Linked DNA regions of Mus musculus: regions 1 and 3 are each linked to region 2. The links are chromatin contacts, called in public Hi-C maps. All regions are on one chromosome and are shown on one strand. Each heading gives the region's core, a stretch centred on a gene start, on an enhancer-like site or on the middle of the called end of the contact. The rest is flanking DNA. Distances are from core to core; before and after follow the strand shown. Region 1 has its middle 45 kb from the start of Gm20752. Region 2 overlaps Lrrc7 (leucine rich repeat containing 7). Region 3 overlaps Gm20752 (predicted gene, 20752).

Region 1 (2,700 bases), core at 98-2,597, 830 kb before region 2:
TTATTTTGTTTTAAAATGAGTCACCAAATGGCTGGGCCCTGAGAATAAACTCTCAGGAGAGCCACTATAGTGGCACGTTGCTGTGATCATAGCATTTTTGAGTTGAGAAAGAAAGAGGAGTTCAAAGTCATTCTCACTTTAAGGAGATTGAAGCTATGACTACATGAGACCTTGATGCGATGCCTCTTCCCACAGTAAAAGCACTGTTCTGTGTCCTGAACTCTTCCTGTCAGAACTAGATCCCATTACCCCTGAGTAATTTGTTCCATATGGATCTCATTATCTTGGCACCTGCTGAGTAGAGAAATGATGGGCACATAAACCCAAGCAGAACACAAACTAGAGAATGATTGGGGTGCTTCTGTCTCCAAAAGATGTTACTCACTAGCTTTAGTCTTTGAACACACCTACAGTTTTTCTAAGATTATAGCACTTTAGAAAAAAAAAATCATACATAGCAAAACAAATATTTTTAAAAATTTTTACTTCTTCCCATTATAGGCTAATTCACTATTTAGTGACATGAAGGCCAATTTGTGATTTGAGAAATAGCTACACAATTATTTTTTGTGTTGATTTGCTCAAAGAAGTAATAGATTATAAGAAAGGCTAGAAAGAAAATGCAGGGTTTTTTGTTTGTTTGTTTGTTTATGTGTTTGATTGGTTGATTGGTTTGGTTGGTTGGTTGATTGATTTTGTTCATTTGTTTGTTTTTGGTTTCTTGAGGTAAGGATTTTTCTGTTTTCCAGGGTTTTCTCAAACTTGAGGACTCAAGTGATCCTTCCATCCCAGGTGATAAGTGTGTAAACTAAAGAGACTCCCATCACCAATTTCATGATTTAATGGTGGTAGGGTAGGAGAGGTAGGTGATGAATAGCAAGAATTTTCTATTGCAGATTATTTTGTTTTAACACCATATAGCCATATCTAAAGTAATATAACAAAACTTACATAAGATGGTTCAAGTTCAACTATGAGTCATGATTTATTGTTATACTAAATAACTAAAAAATAAGTGTGATAAAAATACACTCTAGATTCTAGAGAGAATCTAAAATATAAAATTACTTCAAGTGATCAAGAGATTTTAGCATAGGTTAGGTACAGTTTATGATGAAACAATGTAGATGAAATTTTGGAACTTAGAGGAGGCTAACATCATCGTGTGCAGAATGTATCAGGGCAAGGCAGTCTTAGAGCGTCATAGGCAGAGGATACAGGTTGAGTAAACAAAAGGAAAAATACATTGCAGTCAAAAACTACAGCTTGAGCAAAGAAGGGTTCTCTAGAAAGGGGGCAGCATCCTCTAGGGAAGCATCCTCTAGGGAACTGCCAGGAAGCCTTTGAGACAGTTGCTTGGTAACCATTCCTCACAGTTGGCTGCTGTGTCTGAGTCACTCAATCTTTTGGCTGCCCAATCCATTTTCCACCTACACAAGGTTCAGTATTTTGAATGGAATTTAATTCTAAAACAGCAGATACCAGTGGTGGTCGTAAGATTACCTTCCTGATCATCTCTCCTTAAGTTCTGGGGTAAACTCTTGGTTTCTATGCACACACCTATACTCACTCAGATGGAATGCTTAAGGATGAAAAGTATTTTAAAAATAGTGCTTTATGGTTAACAATCCAATCCTAGAAAAATTAAAGTCTAAAATTACAGAGAAAAAGACCCTAGGGAGGTGGGGAAATGCCTTTCCAATGGAGTAGTGAAGTAGGGAGGAAGAGATAAAGGAATAAAGAGTGGGAAGGAGAGAGTTGGGAGGGAAGGTTGGGAGAAGAAAGGAAAGAAAGAAAATAAAGAGAGATCTGGAGAAATGAAGGGGAGAGAAAGAAAAGAAAGGAAGAAAAAGGGTGGGGAGGGAGGGAGACACTTTCAGAGACGCTGCTTTTAGCATTGACAGCAATGAACAGTGTTCATTACATCCCATGTATTTTCTTGATGATGAATCTGATTTCTATGTGAACAAGTTGCTGACTTATCAAGAGCTTTTCTGGAGATCACCAGCATATGAGAAATTACAGTAGGTATTGTGCTTTACAGCACTCACCATGTCTATGAGAGTTCCTCCAAAACAGTTTCCTACTTGCTTTCAAAAAAGGGTAGAGATTGTGGCAGTGAATTACAAGATGATGAGCAGAATTGGGGAGACTGAAATGGTCAGCACAAGATCTACAGTGCCTGGTACAACCTTCTAAGCCCAAGGAATTGTGGGGGCGATTTGCTCCCATCTGCCTCCATTGCTTTTTATTCCACATCACTTCTTTCTCTCTCCACCCCCACAAGCACATGCACAGCTGAGGCTATTTCTAGCTTGCTTGCAAAGACAGAAATCACACCCAGGCACAAAAGAGGTAGGAGAAGAAACTATTGAGAGTGGACCACATTTTTTGAGTATCCAAGCTGCAGAAAAGAGACCCGTAAGCCGCACTTTATTCTTCCCATTGTTCAGTTTTTTTGCTTCAATGATGAATTCTAAAATAGGAGAAAAGAGAAAGGAAAAGAAGGGCATAAATAGTAGAGGGGAAATATTGGGAAAAGAAGAGGAATAGGTAGGAAGGAGACAGAATTAGAGGGCAGTGGAGGATGAATGTGGCATGTTATCACAGAACTTTGTAGACAAGTATGATATTATACACTTTTAAATTAAATATGTATATACAAAAGTATAATTCCTAAGATTTCTTACCATTAAGACG
Region 2 (2,812 bases), core at 195-2,694:
GGAGTCTTCAGGGTTTTGCAGCAGGCCCTTTACTTACTGAACTATCTCGAGACCTTTGACTTTCCTCTTTCTTGACAAATAACAACTGTTGGACAGTCTTGGTTTTTTTCTCCTTTCTTCTGTGATATTTCCCATATGAATTTTCATGTACCTATAAAGAGTATTTTTAATTGTTTCTTTGGATGTTGTCCTCACTAATGTAAAAACTTCCCTAGAGATAAAAACCTTGTTTTGACAATTATGGTGTTGAGTAGTTATGATTAAAGTCCTTGGAAGAAGGAATGTTTTAAGTTGAAGACCAGCCTGTACTTCACAATGACAGTTCATTTCAAAATTTTAAATTTTAAATTTTAAAATGCCTTTGTCTTTATCTATGTCTTCCCAGATAGCTGCCTGGCCCTGATGTTGTCTGCAATTCATAACACAGATAGCAGCATATAATAGGGAGTCTCAAAAATGGATAGTGAAAGAGCAGAATGTTGAAACTCTAATACAGGGGTCTCTGTGACCACCATGGCCAGCAGAGTAATGATCTGTGGGAGGCAAGAAAGCAGTTCAGTTCAGCATGAATAAGTATATAAAGTTGATTCAAACTTTGGAGTCTGACCCTGAGTAGCTTATTTTAGGTATATTTAAGCAACACACAATTTGGTGAAAACTTCCCAGGTGATAATTAACTCAGTCCCATGTGCACAATAAAGCAAACATAAATCTCTTTGAAGAACAAAGTAAATTAAATGAAGATCAGATATACTACATCAAAACTTTTTGTAAAGTTGACACCTTCCATACAGATGGATTCTGTAGACTGACTGAGAAAAACAAACTTATGATAAAGGTCTGAGGGAGGGTCCAGTGTAATCTTACCCACAAAGATCTCACAAAGGTAAGCAGGCTATTAATATCTTTTCCCAGACTTCTGGGTAGATGACAAGCTATGTATTCCTTTCTTTGAAGGAACAACCCTGTGTATTTAAAATTCCAGGTTCCCCTAGTCCTTATCTGTGAATTCAAAGACCTCCTTGCCTCCCATACTCTAATTAGCAGAATAAAGTTCGGATTACAATTCTAAATCTCTCTGAGGCATCTCAACCATAAGAATAATATGCAATGCTCAGTGCCCCATTGGCAACTTTGAGAACTGTGGTGCTCTGACTGCTGCGTTGACTCAAAATTTATCTATAACCACTGCTGTGAGATATAATTCACAGGCATTTACAACTCGGCGGATTTTTTAGCAGACTCACAATGTTCTATAAACATCATCATAACCTAACTTTAGAACATTCCCATCACCCTTAAAAGAAATCCTAAATCTTTGGCAATCTTCTCTACTTTCTGTCTATACATTTACCAGTTTTGGAGATTGCATATGAGTGTAATCTATGCTGTGTGGGTTTTTTGTGACTTGCACCTTTCAAAGTTCATCTATTTTGAAGCACATTTCAACACTTCACTCACTGCTACTGCCAAAGAACATCCATTATGTGGGCAGGCCACTTTTGCCTTCCTATGCAGTCATTGAGGCAGGATTAGCTGCTGTGAATAATGTATCCATAATCATTTGGGTACATGTGTGGCTTTATTCTGCAGAATAGGTCTAGAGGTATGTAGATCATGTAAGGATTCTGTGTTTCCAATTGGATACACTTGTATCCATTTCCAACCAGTGTACATTTGACCAGTGCTTCCATATGCTTCCTATTGCTGTGGCGGTGGTGTTAAAATTAATTTCACAACATTGTGGTTTTCACAACTTCAAGAGCCTTATGAAAGTTCCCCCAACTAACCCTGAGTTTATGCACTGTCTTCAAGTCTATAGGGAAGTTAAAGATGTTGGTATACCTGGATATGTCAAAAAACAGGATAGAAACGGTTGATATGGATATTTCTGGATGTGAAGCCCTCGAGGACCTCTTACTATCATCCAATATGTTGCAACAGCTGCCTGACTCAATAGGTGAGGATGTAACATTTTGTCATGAGTAATTATGTCAAGTGTACAGGTTTTTTTGGCAGTATAACTTGTTTATGCATGTAGGTAATATACTACTAGTCTAACATTAATGAACTAGCAAATTTACCATGCAAGATCATAAAACAACATATTATGAATTCCTTAAAATGAACAGTTAACTTTAGCTACCATATCCAGCTCTCTTCCTAGTAAATTGGTATATACCCTTAAATTATCAAATGTCCTGAATTGCACAGTGTTGTCATGAGAAGTAAGAATTTCGATTTAGAGTTATTTGGTGATAGTGGGTGCATTTTAACATTGGAATGACAGGTAAGTAACACAAAAATGTGTGAATATAAATTAGATTCTTAATTCCATTATTTTTAAAAGACGCGTTGTCCTTAATATGTTGTAAGATGCTTGTCAGTAGGAATAATTGTAAGTATAGCTTGCACACTAGGGAATTTTATGCATTTTATGAATTTTATGAGTAAAGTTATAAAGGACTGGGTAATAATATTCTTTTATATTCTTCCTATTATTTTTGAGATGTCTCAGGTAGGAGAATAAACGTCAATTCTCATAACTTTGAAATGGGGATTTGAACCTATTTGCAGTAGATGTGCCATTGTATTTAGCAACTTGCTAACGTTTCTGGAAGTTAAAGGCTAAGTAGCCCAGTGGGAGGGAAACTTGATGACAGGGCAGTTTTCCAGTTCCCTTTAATATTTTATCACCACTTTAACTGATCCTTCAGGCTGATGGAGAGCACTGGTTTTAACAAAATCACATAGTTTAGTTTTTCTCATAAATTGGCTGGCTTTTTATTTACATAATCAACACATTTCCAAA
Region 3 (2,751 bases), core at 129-2,628, 940 kb before region 2:
CCTGGGGTAGGAGGTATACCAGTCCTACTCCTCCTGACCCCAAAGTTTAGACATGTCTCAACCCAGCTCTTGCTCTGTGCTCCATCTCCCACAATTCCATGGATCTGCAGCCACATAGGATACCTCTTGAGGCAATATGTATTCTGCTGCACCAGTGTATAGAATTTGTTATTCACCCTTCATTCCCAGGTACACTGATTCATTTCTCTAAAAGAGCTACCTTGCACTTCTCCAAATGACTTCTTTCTGACAGTTTTGAACCTTGCCAGATTCTGCTTGTCTCATGTCCTCAAGGTTCCTTCCCAAAATAAGCAGGTTCTACTACCCCATATTGCCCCAATGGATAAAAATAATCAAGTAAAGGGAAGCCTGCAATCATTCAACAGTCATCTTTGTAGTTCTTCCAAACAGTATGCTAAATAGCGCGTATGAATTTTTTAACTAATAAGATCATAATCAAATCTAGAAGATGCATCATCTTTAGTGAGATCTATAAAAATTTGCATAACTTGCTAGGCATTCAATATGTGATATGACAGGAGAACTCAGTAAAGAGAAAGTACCCTGGAACTTGAAATGCTAGGCTTCAAGAGATTATCTTTTCAGAAGCTTCTTGAAGTCTTCAGACAGATAAGAAAATCAGATTTCCATAGGATGAGGTCAGTGTGGTCATTCCAATAAAAGGGATCTTTACCATCTCAGGATTATATGAATATCTAGGACTGTCTTTAAATAAAATGGTTCTCTGAGCAATGTTGATGTAAATGATTGGGCAAGAATGGTCAACTTTAGACTTCCTGTTTGGTAATAATGACCTCACCAATTTCACTTCTACTGAAGGTCGAAACTTTATAGAATGTATTTTATTTTCCACATTGATAGTAAAATAGTTTGTCCATTGTTACATTGTGATAGATAACAGGGATAAGGAGAAGTGCCAGTTCTACCTCCTGTATAATTGAATTTTTGTCTACCCAACTGTAGCTCAAAGTCTGGATCACCATTTAAATCTAAAGGAAGCCAGATGTGATAGCATATGCCTTTATTCCCAGTAATTGAGACCAGGAAGGACTACAGAATAAGATCCTACCTCAAAAATAAAATACTAAAAGAAAACAAAATAAAATATAAGAATAAAAGGAAACTAAGAAGAAGCAGAAAAAATTTGTGGCCAAATAATCATGGAAAACATCATAAAACTAAGAAGATCCCATTGTTGAAAGTGGTCTTAGTCTTTGCACTAAGCAAAGTGAAAAAAAAATCTCTAATAGACATACAGATGGCAGTATTTCCCAACATGGAAGCACCTTTGAGAAATTCACTCATTAAATATATCTTCTAGGAGAATGCATTATACAGCTTTGGGAAACAGAACAGAGTTTCATGTGCTGCAGAAAAGAGGAGGATCAGGGAGGCAGCTATGCAGGATTAAAGCTTGCCTGCTCTATCTATAGCAGTAAATATAGGCAGCCAGACGCTACAGCTTCAAGTCAGGTCAACCGTGGCTGAACACATGTCAGGAGCTCAATCAATACTTACAGAATTGAATTAGAACAGAGAATACAGCAATCCTTTCCTCTCACCAGAGGTGGCAACAACTGCAGAACTATTTAGAGGCATGCTTTGTGGAAACTGTGTTGCTGATACTTTGATGGTCACCACAGGCAACAAAAGGGCATAGTGTGAAGTTCTCTTCCTCTGCAAAATCCAGTAGAAAATTCAAGAGCTTTTCTTCCTACTCAAGATCATTTCCCTTCTTTACCCCCAGCCTCCATTTGTGTCTTAGAGTTTTATGCTATTTGTTCTCAGATTTTCAGAGGAGGCATAGTTTGCTACTCAATTACATCAAACATTTATGTATTTTACTTTGAAGATACAATATTAACACTTTATGATTACACAGAGATAACTGAAACATTGTGGTTTTTAAGTTGCAAATCCACAGAGCTGTTATGAAAAATGTATATTAAGTTTGCACAGTTTCTCCTATTGTCAGGTGAGAGATAATGAACATAGAATATCAAGAGAAAAAATAGGCAAAAAAAATAGATTAACATAACATTGAACTTATCCAGTCACATTTTCAATTAAAAAAATAGTAAGTTATTTTTCTCCAGAAAATGGTCAGAAAGAATAAAGACAACTCTCTAGACCTTTCAGGCAAGCTCAACAGCATCAGATTGAGGGACACCTGTTCCCTCTCCATTTCCTGGGCCAAGCTTTACTTGCATCTTTGGAGACCCACTGTCACCAAGAGGAACCAGATGGGATCCCACACCACCAAAGCCCCTGCCAGGTGTGTTTCCCAGCAAGCCCAGCATCCTTGAGGTCTGCCCTGTCTTCTCTAGGTTTCATCTTCTGGTGCAAACCTCTACCTGCAATCCCAGAGACCTGCAGCCATAAGGGACTACTATCTCTAGGGACAACCAGATGGCAAAAGGCCAATGTGAGAACAGGGAACATCAGCTCTGCCTGCATTCCTGGAGGTCTACTGCCACACAGGACAAGGTCTACCTTCAATCCCAGAGGACTGCTGCTATCAGGGACTACAAGGCCTGACAACCCTAGGGATAACCAGATGACAAAAGGCCAATGTAAGAACAAAATCAACAAAAGTCAGGACAATATGATATAACTGAAACCCAGCCATTCTACTACAGCAAGACCTGCATGCCCTAAAACACTTCAAGCACAATAAGCTGCCCTTCAATCTATTCTTATGAAGATCATAATGGCCTTTATGTAGAAAAT

Evidence for each region. A called contact is a pair of places that touch in the nucleus more often than the background predicts.
Region 1: a contact with region 2 is called in a Hi-C map of cortical neurons, with 1.7 times the contacts expected there. The contact joins two enhancer-like sites. A contact is called at or near these places in 4 of 484 Hi-C or Micro-C datasets (cerebral cortex, cortical neurons and forebrain) and 1 of 115 datasets of contacts at active chromatin or transcription factors (neural progenitor cells).
Region 3: a Hi-C map of cortical neurons shows a contact between it and region 2, with 2.4 times the contacts expected there. The contact joins two enhancer-like sites. A contact is called at or near these places in 4 of 484 Hi-C or Micro-C datasets (cerebral cortex, cortical neurons and embryonic fibroblasts).

Annotation. Positions count from the first base shown.
Region 1 is chr3:159,030,423-159,033,122 of GRCm38.p6, reverse strand. No RefSeq gene overlaps it. Among named protein-coding and RNA genes, the nearest start is that of Gm20752, 45 kb to the left of the region's middle. Within about 2 kb of position 1,347, at least 31 of the 459 cell types and tissues checked have an H3K27ac peak or open chromatin away from gene starts, as enhancers often do. A contact at or near this core is called in cortical neurons, where this site is marked.
Region 2 is chr3:158,201,498-158,204,309 of GRCm38.p6, reverse strand. Lrrc7 (leucine rich repeat containing 7) reads left to right here. Exons shown (of 28, transcript NM_001081358.3): 11 at 1,816-1,960. Among named protein-coding and RNA genes, the nearest start is that of Lrrc40, 170 kb to the right of the region's middle. Within about 2 kb of position 1,444, at least 4 of the 459 cell types and tissues checked have an H3K27ac peak or open chromatin away from gene starts, as enhancers often do. A contact at or near this core is called in cortical neurons, where this site is marked.
Region 3 is chr3:159,142,703-159,145,453 of GRCm38.p6, reverse strand. All of the region lies in intron 2 of Gm20752 (predicted gene, 20752), which reads right to left. Among named protein-coding and RNA genes, the nearest start is that of Gm20752, 68 kb to the right of the region's middle. Within about 2 kb of position 1,378, at least 5 of the 459 cell types and tissues checked have an H3K27ac peak or open chromatin away from gene starts, as enhancers often do. A contact at or near this core is called in cortical neurons, where this site is marked.